Linked DNA regions of Mus musculus: regions 1 and 3 are each linked to region 2. Evidence: chromatin contacts called from public Hi-C and promoter capture Hi-C data. All regions are on one chromosome and are shown on one strand. The core of a region is the stretch at or near the end of the contact, and the rest is flanking DNA. Distances in the headings are between cores, read along the strand shown. Region 1 holds the start of Zpld2 (zona pellucida like domain containing 2). Region 2 holds the start of Extl1 (exostosin-like glycosyltransferase 1). Region 3 overlaps Cep85 (centrosomal protein 85).

Region 1 (3,137 bases), core at 76-2,575, 170 kb before region 2:
TTTACGTGAGTTATTTGTGTTACTCCATGTTATCCATACACATAAAATTAAAATAAAAGAGAAACTTTACAAAGAAAAGGAGGAAGAAGAGGAGGAGGGAGAAGAAGAGGAGGGGAAGGAGGAGGAAGAGGAGGAGAAGAGGAGGAGGGAGAGGAGGAGGAAGGAGAGGAGGAGGAGGAGGAGAAACAGCAGCAGCAGTAGACAATGACCACTTCCTGGAAGGGATTATACGCACTTACCCAAGTGGGAATAGTAGCTGTCATTGCACGCACAACCTCCGGTACTGGCCTGATACTCATCCAAAGCACAGGTGCCACCTCCCGGACCACTGCTCTGGTTAGAGTTGGAGGGTGCTTTACTGGTCCCGATCATAGTGGAGGATTTGGTTGTCTCTGAGGAGCTAGGAACAAGGGCTGTAGAATGGTCCGATGACTGGGTTGTACCCAGGCTGACGCTTGAGTCCGTCTGTGCTGGCTGGGAAGGTGTCTGTGTGATTGTGCTGTGGTGTGTGTCAGGTGACATACTCATTGTTGTGGGGCCTGTTGCTGGGGTTGGGGGTATAGTTGTAGTGTCCCTTTCCTGAGTCTCAGATGTGCCTGTGCTAAGCACAGTGGTCCTCAGATTAGCTGTGGTTGGTGAAGAGGTGTCTCTAGTTGTCACGGTTGTTGTGTGTAAAGGTTTATTTGTGTCAATGGCTTTATCCAGTGTTGATGAGGGTGCAGTTAGAGTTAACTTCTCAGGCACGGTGGGTATCCCAGTTCCAGATGACAGGATGGCATCCTCTGGTGTGCTTGATGTCGTTGAGGGTGTTGTCATTGAAGTTGTTGTTGTTGTCACAGTCATGTCTGCCTCCCCTGGGCTTGGGGACACTGAGGATCTCATTCCAGTGGTGATGGGCCTTGGTGGTGGCAGTGTTGTGAGTTTAGTCCTGCTGTCGCTTGAGTCCGTCTGTGGCTGGGAAGGTGTCTGTGTGATTGTGCTGTGGTGTGTGCCAGGTGACATACTCATTGTTGTGGGGCCTGTTGCTGGGGTTGGGGGTACAGTTGTAGTGTCCCTTTCCTGAGTCTCAGATGTGGCTGTGCTAAGCACAACGGTCCTCAGATTAGCTGTGGTTGGTGAAGAGGTGTCCCTAATTGTCACAGTTGTCATGTGTAAAGGTTTATTTGTGTCAATGGCTTTATCCAGTGTTGATGAGGGTGCAGTTAGAGTTAACTTCTCAGGCACGGTGGGTATCCCAGTTCCAGATGACAGGATGGCATCCTCTGGTGTGCTTAATGTCATTGAGGTTGTTGTCATTGAAGTTGTTGTTGTCATCAAAGGTGTCGTCATGGTCATGTCTGCCTCCCCTGGGCTTGGGGACACTGAGGATCTCATTCCAGTGGTGATGGGCCTTGGTGGTGGCAGTGTTGTGAGTTTAGTCCTGCTGTCGCTTAAGTCCGTCTGTGCTGGCTGGGAGGGCATCTGTGTGACTGTGTTGTGGTGTGTGTCCTGTGGCTTGCTCGTCATTGTGGGGCTTGTTGCTGGGGTTGGGGGTACAGTTGTAGTGTCCCTTTCCTGAGACTCAGATGTGCCTGTGCTAAGCACAGTGGTCCTCAGGTTAGCTGTGATTGGTGAAGAGGTGTCCCTAGTTGTCATGGCCGCCGTGTGTAAAGGTTTATTTGTGTCAATGGCTTTGTCCGGTGTTGGTGAGGGTGGAGTGGCTACAGTGAATAAAATTGTGGTTTCGGATGACTCTACCAGCTCCTTTGCTGCAGAGGTCACCGTGGAATCTAACAGTGACATACTATTGGTGACTGTCTTCACGGCCGTGTGTACCGTCTGCTCAGTGGTCTCTGTTTCACTACTGCTTTGGGGTGATGTTGGAAGAGTAGCTGATGTCATCTGTCCCTGGGACTGAGATGTGGTTGCCTTGTTCACTGATAAACTGTTGAGTTCCTTTGTGGAAGTAGGGCCATTGGTTCGCTGAGACACAACTGAACTTGTGGACGGGCAGGAGAGATTCTTGTTAAGCTCAACGCCTTTTGAGGAAGGTGGGATTGAGGCAACATTGCCTGCGAAAACAGGAACAAGGAAAATAAAGACACTGGCTGACTGTTCCTACCACTTCCTAGGCACTTGAGCTCCCGCGCTCCTGATGAGGAGTTCCAATACAACTAATAGTGGAGCAGCGGCGAGTTCGTATAGCGAGTCACGCTCATTTCCTGTCAGCTCTGCCCTGATCGATTTCAGAGACTGGCTGGAGAGCCTTCTGCTGCAGGCTCCTGACTGCATGCTAAATACTCACCTCATAGCCACATAGAGGTGTAGCTCTCTCCAGCTTCTGCAGCAGCAGCAGCAGCTGCCGCCAACGGACACCATTACAGAAAGCCACAACTAGTCAAAACTCAGAGAACTGACCTTGGAGTGCCCAGCCCCAACAGATGGATCTGAAACACATCCCTTCACCTAAAGTCTGGGGTGGGGGCGGGGTGGGGGTGCTGGAAAGATTCTAAGAGCTGGAGGACTAAGGTGTTTACTTAGAAATAGTATCTTCTTAAGGGGGGGGAGAGGGGCTGGAGAGATAGCTCAGTGGTTAAGAGCACTGACTGCTCTTCCAGAGGTCCTGAGTTCAAATCCCAGCAACCACATGGTGGCTCACAACCATCAGTAATGGGATGAGATGCCCTCTTCTGGTGTGTCTGAAGACAGCAACAGTGTACTGATATGAATAAAATAAATAAATAATTCTTTAAAAAAATAAAAGAAGAAGGAGAGGGTAGGGTGATACTTTGTATTAAATTCTCCTTTCCATTTATTTAAATACTTATTTAATTATTTATTTAATGTATATGAGTGCTCTATCTGCATGTACACCTGCAAGCCAGAAGAGGGCATCAGAACCCATTACAGATGATTGTGAGCCACCATGTGGTTGCTGGGAATTGAACTCAGGACCTCTGGAAGAGCAGCCGGTGCCTTTAACCGCTGAGCCATCTCTCCAGCTAAAATTCCCAACTAATAAAACTATTAATTTTTCAAATGCTTCATGCCAGAGAAGAGAGAGCAGGTGACACTGTAGGCAAATGTGTCTCATTCAAATTAACACTGCTGTAGGAGCTGTGAGAATCCAGATAGAAAGACAACAACAACCATCCCCA
Region 2 (3,181 bases), core at 265-2,764:
CTGCCTTTCTCCTCTGCTACCGCCAGTAAGGTGGCCCCAGGTTGGGGACTGTGCTGCTGCAGCTTGCCGGGAGCCCCACCTCGCAATGGGTGAGCTTCGGGGAGATACGGGAGCGCTAAATCGAAGCCCGGTCGGAAGATGTCCGAGGAGGGGCTGGCCTCAGCTACCATCGCCTGTCCCAGCCTGGTGCAAGGGGCTGGGTAGAGACTCAACACCAGATGGTTCCGGCCTCCGTTCCAGTTCGGAGGCAGGGGCCCGCAGGCTCCTCTACGATCCTGGCTGGGGAGAAAAAGGAGAAGGCAAGCGTCTGCTGGGCTGAGTGCAGAGTAGCGGGAGCCTTCCAAGGAATCCAGGATCCTGCGCTGAGCCTCAGAGGTCGGACCAGCCGGGGAGTGCACAAAGATCTTGAGGACCTTTCCCCTACACTTGGAGGTGTCAAAGCAGGCTCCCCAGGTGCAGCTGCTTCCCCGAGAGACCCGAGGGAGCTGTGCGACATCTTCTGGGTTCGTCTCAGACTGGGAGAAACTCTGTAAGAAGGCAGCATCCAGCCAGCGGGGCCAGCCTTGGGAGCGCCCTGGAAGAGGACCGGGCAACACTGCCAGGCGAAGGGGGAAGACTCCTAGGAGGACGAGGAGGAGCCAGAAGGCTGACAACGCCAGCCAGAAGGACTTTCTTCTCCACAGCATGTGGCCACCAACAGCTAGGACTAGAAGGAAGTGAGGAATTTCTGTAGCAAGTGGAGGAGGCGACCCCAGGCAGGAGGGAGCTGGAAATCAGCCTTCTGGTCCAGCGCTCTCACCATTGAAGGCAGGTCCCCTAGCTAAGTTCGACTAACCATTGGCCACCTGTGGGATTGACCCCTCGTGGGAAGTCCAAGGAGGCTCTGGCTTTCTAAATTTGCATTCCCACTCTCCGACTGCTTTCTCTACCTTCACACAACCTTGCCACCCTTTGCCCTCTCATCGGGACCTCTGCCCTGGGCCACTGCTCGGGCTGATGCAACCCTTGTCCAGACCACAAGATCGTGTCCATTTGCGCTCAGGACTGCACCCCTGATCTTACCCTTGACCCAAGGGCAGGCTATCTATGGAGAACTGTCTGGGTTCATGGGGAGTGGGTATCGGGAGGGGGTGGCCAAGGATGATGTAGAAGGAGGCAGGACTGTCCTCTCCCACTCTTCCCTCTGCCCCAAAAGCTCTTGAAAAAAACCCTGGCTACCCCTGTGTTTGGTGGCTGGCCTTCTGTGGCAGAACTATAAATAGACCTTGTGTCCATGTGGGCCACCAGAGCCAGCTGAAGTTGGAGCCGGAGTGCATCCCATGCCCGCCGCCTGGGGAATGAGAAGGTTCGGAGTGTGGTCTTCTTCCCCTCGGCTATGGCCCCTAACCCAGGCAGCTGCTCTGCACCCTCCGGCTAGGAGCTGTCACAGGGCAGAGGGCAAGACCTACGCTCCAAATTCCTGTTCCTGCCCCACAGGTCCAGCCGGCAGCTCCAGGTCCCACTCCAGAAGGTATCAAGTCGGTCCAGCTCTCTTTCGCAGCAGCAGCAGCCTGGCCACACCCCCGCCAGCTCTGATTGGCTCCTGGCTAGGAGGCAGGGTTTCCACTTAACCCCTTGCAACCTCTTTCGCTGGGGTACCGTTTCGTTTCTTTTTCCTTTTTTTTTTTTTTTGAGACGAGGGGGGTGGGGATGTTCCTGTAGCCCCGGTTGGTTTCAAACCCACCTTGCAACCAAGGACTTTGAGTCCCTGATCAATCTGTCTTCACCTCGGAGTGCTCGAATGCCAGCTACCTGCCATCACGCCTGGCTCTGGAAGATTAATAATGGTCAGGAGGGCACCATACCTCACTGGTGGCTGTGGATTGACAGTTTGCTTCTCTCCAAGGTCTTTACCAGTGATCCAAAGTAGATGTTTATCTGCCTTTCCCCCCCCCTTTTATTACGATTATCATTGTCTATTTTTAGAATTGATGTTGTGGTACTGGGAGTAGAACCCAAGGCTTTGTGCACACTAGACAAGTATTCTATCACTGAATTACATCACCAGCTCTTTTGTCTTTTTTACTATTGAGAAAAATGAAGCGCAGAGCAGGGATTGCCTTTCTTAAGGTGACCCAGCTTTGATGTGTCCAGGTGAAGATTTGAACTCAGAGCCTGGCCTGATGGGGCCTCTTCTTGTCCCCTCGGCCACTGAATGGAGCTGGGCAGTGTCTACCTGCATCTTTAAAATGGATTAACATCATTCCCTTGGAGGGTTGCTATTGTAGGTCCTACAAGAGCACTTGGTGGGGTGTCCTTCAACAAGGAAGTATCCTTCCGCTGGCCTCTCCTCCTTGGTGAGCAGCCTGAGGGCAGGGCACAGTGAGGTGCCCAGGAACATCCTCAAAATGGGATCAAGAAGAATCTGGCCTCTTGCAGTAAGAGGTAGGTCGCTCCGTGATAGACAGCTGCTCAGGCAAACCGCAGGCTTTCTCACGCAGGAGACAGGTGTGGGCATGCGCTGTTGCCATCCCACCAGGCTTGGAATTGGCAGAAGGTTCCCTTCCTCTAGGAAGCGGCTGAGACTCCTGAGTCAGAGCCAGGACCCTCCTTCAGGGGCTCAAGCTTGCTCTGGCCACATCCATGTTCAATCATCTAAGAGATCCTTCGCATCCTAACTTGGACCAGGTTCCCAGGGAGGCACTGGAAGTGCCATGCTGAATAAGAGTAATAGTGTAGGTGACTATGTCCTGAGCACGCTGGAAATGACTATAAAGGAGATATTACTATCATTCCCATTTTACAGAAGAGAAAGTTGAGGCTCAGGGAACTTGAGTAACTTTGCCTGTATTCCCATGGCTTAGCCAGGTCCTAAGCCATCTATCTATACATCTTCTCTTTTATTCTGAGGCAGTGTTTCTCTATGTAGCCAAGAACACACTATATAAACCAGGCTAGCCTTGATCTTGCGTGTCTCTGTGTCCCCTGTGCTAGGATTAAAGGTATATGTTACCATACCTGGCCATTCATTTTAAAAACATATTTATTTTTATTTGGTGTGTATGAGTGTTTGCCTCTGTGTGTGTGTGTGTGTGTGTGTGTGTGTGTGTGTGTGTGTGTGTGTGTGTGCCTGTGCATGCCTGTCTACAGTATTACAGTATGCATGCCCTGTGCCTAGGGGGGCCAGAAGAGGGCATCAGAT
Region 3 (3,197 bases), core at 218-2,717, 210 kb before region 2:
AAAACCGGCAGACAAGTAGGCTGGGGGAAGACTATTTAGTTGGTAAAATACTTGCTGTGACCCAGTCTGGTGACCTGAGTTTAATTACCAGCCCCATGCAAAAAGCTGAGCAAGGTAGCAAAAGCTCTTCATCCTAGTGCAAGAGACCCCTCGAGGCTTGTCGGACACAGTCTTGTCGGACACGGTCTAGCTGAGTCAATGAGCTCTAGGGTAGGTAGACTGCATCTGCTTGCCAGCATCCATGAAGTCCTGGGTTAACTCTGCTTAAACTGGGTAGTATAGCATATGCCCACAAACAGAAAGTGGAGATAGGAAGAGAAGAAGGTCAAGGCCATCCTTTGCTACATATAAGTTCTAGAACAGCCTGGGACAGATGAGACACCTCGTGAAAGAAAGGAAAGAGGGTGGGGGGGGGACATAGGGAAGGAAAGGAAAGAATAAAAAGGAAGAAGAGGAAGGAAGAGGGGAGGGAGAGGGTGTGGGTGTGATGGAAGGACAAGATTTCAGCAAGCAAGTAAACAAGCAAACAAACAAACAAACAAACAAAATCACTGTGTGCTTGTGGTGCTGGAAGTTAAACTCTGGGTAAGCACTTTCCCTTAGCCTCAATAAAAATAAAACATGAAAGACCCCACCATAAGGCTTAGCAAGCTAGCTGCAGTAACGCCATTTTGCAAGGCATGAAAAAGTACCAGAGCTGAGCTCTCAAAAGTTACAAGGAAGTTCAGTTAAAGATTAACAGTTACAAATCAAGGCTGAATAATACTAGGACAAGGGCCAAACAGGATATCGGTGGTCAAGCGCCTGGGCCCCGGCTCAGGGCCAAGAACAGATGGTACCCAGATAAAGCGGAACCAGCAACAGTTTCTGAAAAAGTCCCACCTCAGTTTCAGGTTCCCCAAATGACCAGGAAATACCCCAAGCCTTGATTTGAACTAACCACTCAGCTCGCTTCTCGCTTCTGTACCCGCGCTTTTTGCTCCCCAGCCCCAGCCCTATAAAAAGGGTAAGAACTCCACACTCGGCGCGCCAGTCCTCCGACAGACTGAGTCGCCCGGGTACCCGTGTTCCCAATAAAGCCTCTTGCTGATTACATCCGAATCGTGGTCTCGCTGATCCTTGGGAGGGTCTCCTCAGATTGATTGACCACCCACCTCGGGGGTCTTTCATTTGGAGGTTCCACCGAGATTAGGAGACCCCTGCCCAGGGACCACCGACCCCCGCCGGGAGGTAAGCTGGCCAGCGGTCGTTTCGTGTCTGTCTCTGTCTCCGTGCGTGTTGCGTGTTTGTGCCGGCATCTAATGTTTGCGCCTGCGTCTGTACTAGTTAGCTAACTAGATCTGTATCTGGCGGTTCTGCGGAAGAACTGACGAGTTCGTATTCCCGGCCGCAGCCCTGGGAGACGTCCCAGCGGCCTCGGGGGCCCGTTTTGTGGCCCATTCTGTATCAGTTAACCTACCCGAGTCGGACTTTTTGGAGCTCCTCCACTGTCCGAGGGGCACGTGGCTTTGTTGGGGGACGAGAGGCGGAGACACTTCCCTCCCCCGTCTGAATTTTTTACTTTCGGTTTTACGCCGAAACCGCGCCGCGCGTCTGATTTGTTTGTTGTCCTTTTGTCCTTCGTTAGTTTTCTCCTGTCTTTAAGTGTTTTCGAGATCATGGGACAGACCGTAACTACCCCTCTGAGTCTAACCTTGCAGCACTGGGGAGATGTCCAGCGCATTGCATCCAATCAGTCTGTGGATGTCAGGAAGAGGCGCTGGGTTACCTTCTGTTCCGCCGAATGGCCAACTTTCAATGTGGGATGGCCTCAGGATGGTACTTTTAATTTAGGTATTATCTCTCAGGTCAAGTCTAGAGTGTTTTGTCCTGGTCCCCACGGACACCCGGATCAGGTCCCATATATCGTCACCTGGGAGGCACTTGCCTATGACCCCCCTCCGTGGGTCAAACCGTTTGTCTCTCCAAAACCCCCTCCTTTACCGACAGCTCCCGTCCTCCCGCCCGGTCCTTCTGCGCAACCTCCGTCCCGATCTGCCCTTTACCCTGCCCTTACCCCCTCTATAAAGACCAAACCTCCTAAGCCCCAGGTTCTCCCTGATAACGGCGGACCTCTCATTGACCTTCTCACAGAGGACCCCCCGCCGTACGGAGCACAACCTTCCTCCTCTGCCAGAGGGAACGATGAAGAAGAGGCGGCCGCCACCTCCGAGGTTTCCCCCCCTTCTCCCATGGTGTCTCGACTGCGGGGAAGGAGGGACCCTCCCGCAGCGGACTCCACCTCCTCCCAGGCATTCCCACTCCGCATGGGGGGAGATGGCCAGCTTCAGTATTGGCCGTTTTCCTCCTCGGACTTATACAATTGGAAAAATAATAACCCTTCCTTTTCTGAAGATCCAGGTAAATTGACGGCCTTGATTGAGTCCGTCCTCATCACCCACCAGCCCACCTGGGACGACTGTCAGCAGTTGTTGGGGACCCTGCTGACCGGAGAAGAAAAGCAGCGGGTGCTCCTAGAGGCTAGAAAGGCAGTCCGGGGCAATGATGGACGCCCCACTCAGTTGCCTAATGAAGTCAATGCTGCTTTTCCCCTTGAACGCCCCGATTGGGATTACACCACTACAGAAGGTAGGAACCACCTAGTCCTCTATCGCCAGTTGCTCTTAGCGGGTCTCCAAAACGCGGGCAGAAGCCCCACCAATTTGGCCAAGGTAAAAGGGATAACCCAGGGACCTAATGAGTCTCCCTCAGCCTTTTTAGAGAGACTCAAGGAGGCCTATCGCAGGTACACTCCTTATGACCCTGAGGACCCAGGGCAAGAAACCAATGTGTCTATGTCATTCATCTGGCAGTCTGCCCCGGATATCGGGCGAAAGTTAGAGCGGTTAGAAGATTTAAAGAGCAAGACCTTAGGAGACTTAGTGAGGGAAGCTGAAAAGATCTTTAATAAGCGAGAAACCCCGGAAGAAAGAGAGGAACGTATCAGGAGAGAAACAGAGGAAAAAGAAGAACGCCGTAGGGCAGAGGATGAGCAGAGAGAGAAAGAAAGGGACCGCAGGAGACATAGAGAGATGAGCAAGCTCTTGGCCACTGTAGTTATTGGTCAGAGACAGGATAGACAGGGGGGAGAGCGGAGGAGGCCCCAACTTGATAAGGACCAATGCGCCTACTGCAAAGAAAAGGGACACTGGGCTAAG

The links. Promoter capture Hi-C pulls out the DNA fragments that hold promoters and counts their contacts. Hi-C and Micro-C count contacts between places; a contact is called where the count stands out from the background.
Region 1: a contact with region 2 is called in a promoter capture Hi-C map of embryonic stem cells, with 4 times the contacts expected there. The contact joins the promoter of Zpld2 here to the promoter of Extl1 in region 2. A contact is called at or near these places in 13 of 39 promoter capture datasets (the HPC-7 cell line, HPC-7-derived erythroid cells, cranial neural crest and 8 more), 19 of 484 Hi-C or Micro-C datasets (the Ba/F3 cell line, the G1E-ER4 cell line, Sertoli cells and 10 more), 3 of 115 datasets of contacts at active chromatin or transcription factors (bone marrow-derived macrophages, embryonic stem cells and stem cell-derived neural progenitor cells) and 5 of 9 other capture datasets (adipose tissue, embryonic stem cells, liver and 2 more).
Region 3: a Hi-C map of liver shows a contact between it and region 2, with 2.5 times the contacts expected there. The contact joins the enhancer-like site here to the promoter of Extl1 in region 2. A contact is called at or near these places in 2 of 484 Hi-C or Micro-C datasets (liver and nephron progenitors) and 3 of 9 other capture datasets (adipose tissue, liver and pancreatic islet).

The regions. Positions count from the first base shown.
Region 1 is chr4:134,201,679-134,204,815 of GRCm38.p6, forward strand. It overlaps Zpld2 (zona pellucida like domain containing 2), which reads right to left and starts at 1,326. Exons shown (of 8, transcript NM_001080712.1): 1 at 240-1,326. The coding sequence starts at 1,314.
Region 2 is chr4:134,371,033-134,374,213 of GRCm38.p6, forward strand. It overlaps Extl1 (exostosin-like glycosyltransferase 1), which reads right to left and starts at 1,515. Exons shown (of 11, transcript NM_019578.2): 1 at 1-1,515. The coding sequence starts at 686.
Region 3 is chr4:134,158,769-134,161,965 of GRCm38.p6, forward strand. All of the region lies in intron 3 of Cep85 (centrosomal protein 85), which reads right to left. Among named protein-coding and RNA genes, the nearest start is that of Cep85, 27 kb to the right of the region's middle. Within about 2 kb of position 1,468, at least 56 of the 459 cell types and tissues checked have an H3K27ac peak or open chromatin away from gene starts, as enhancers often do. A contact at or near this core is called in adipose tissue, liver and pancreatic islet, where this site is marked.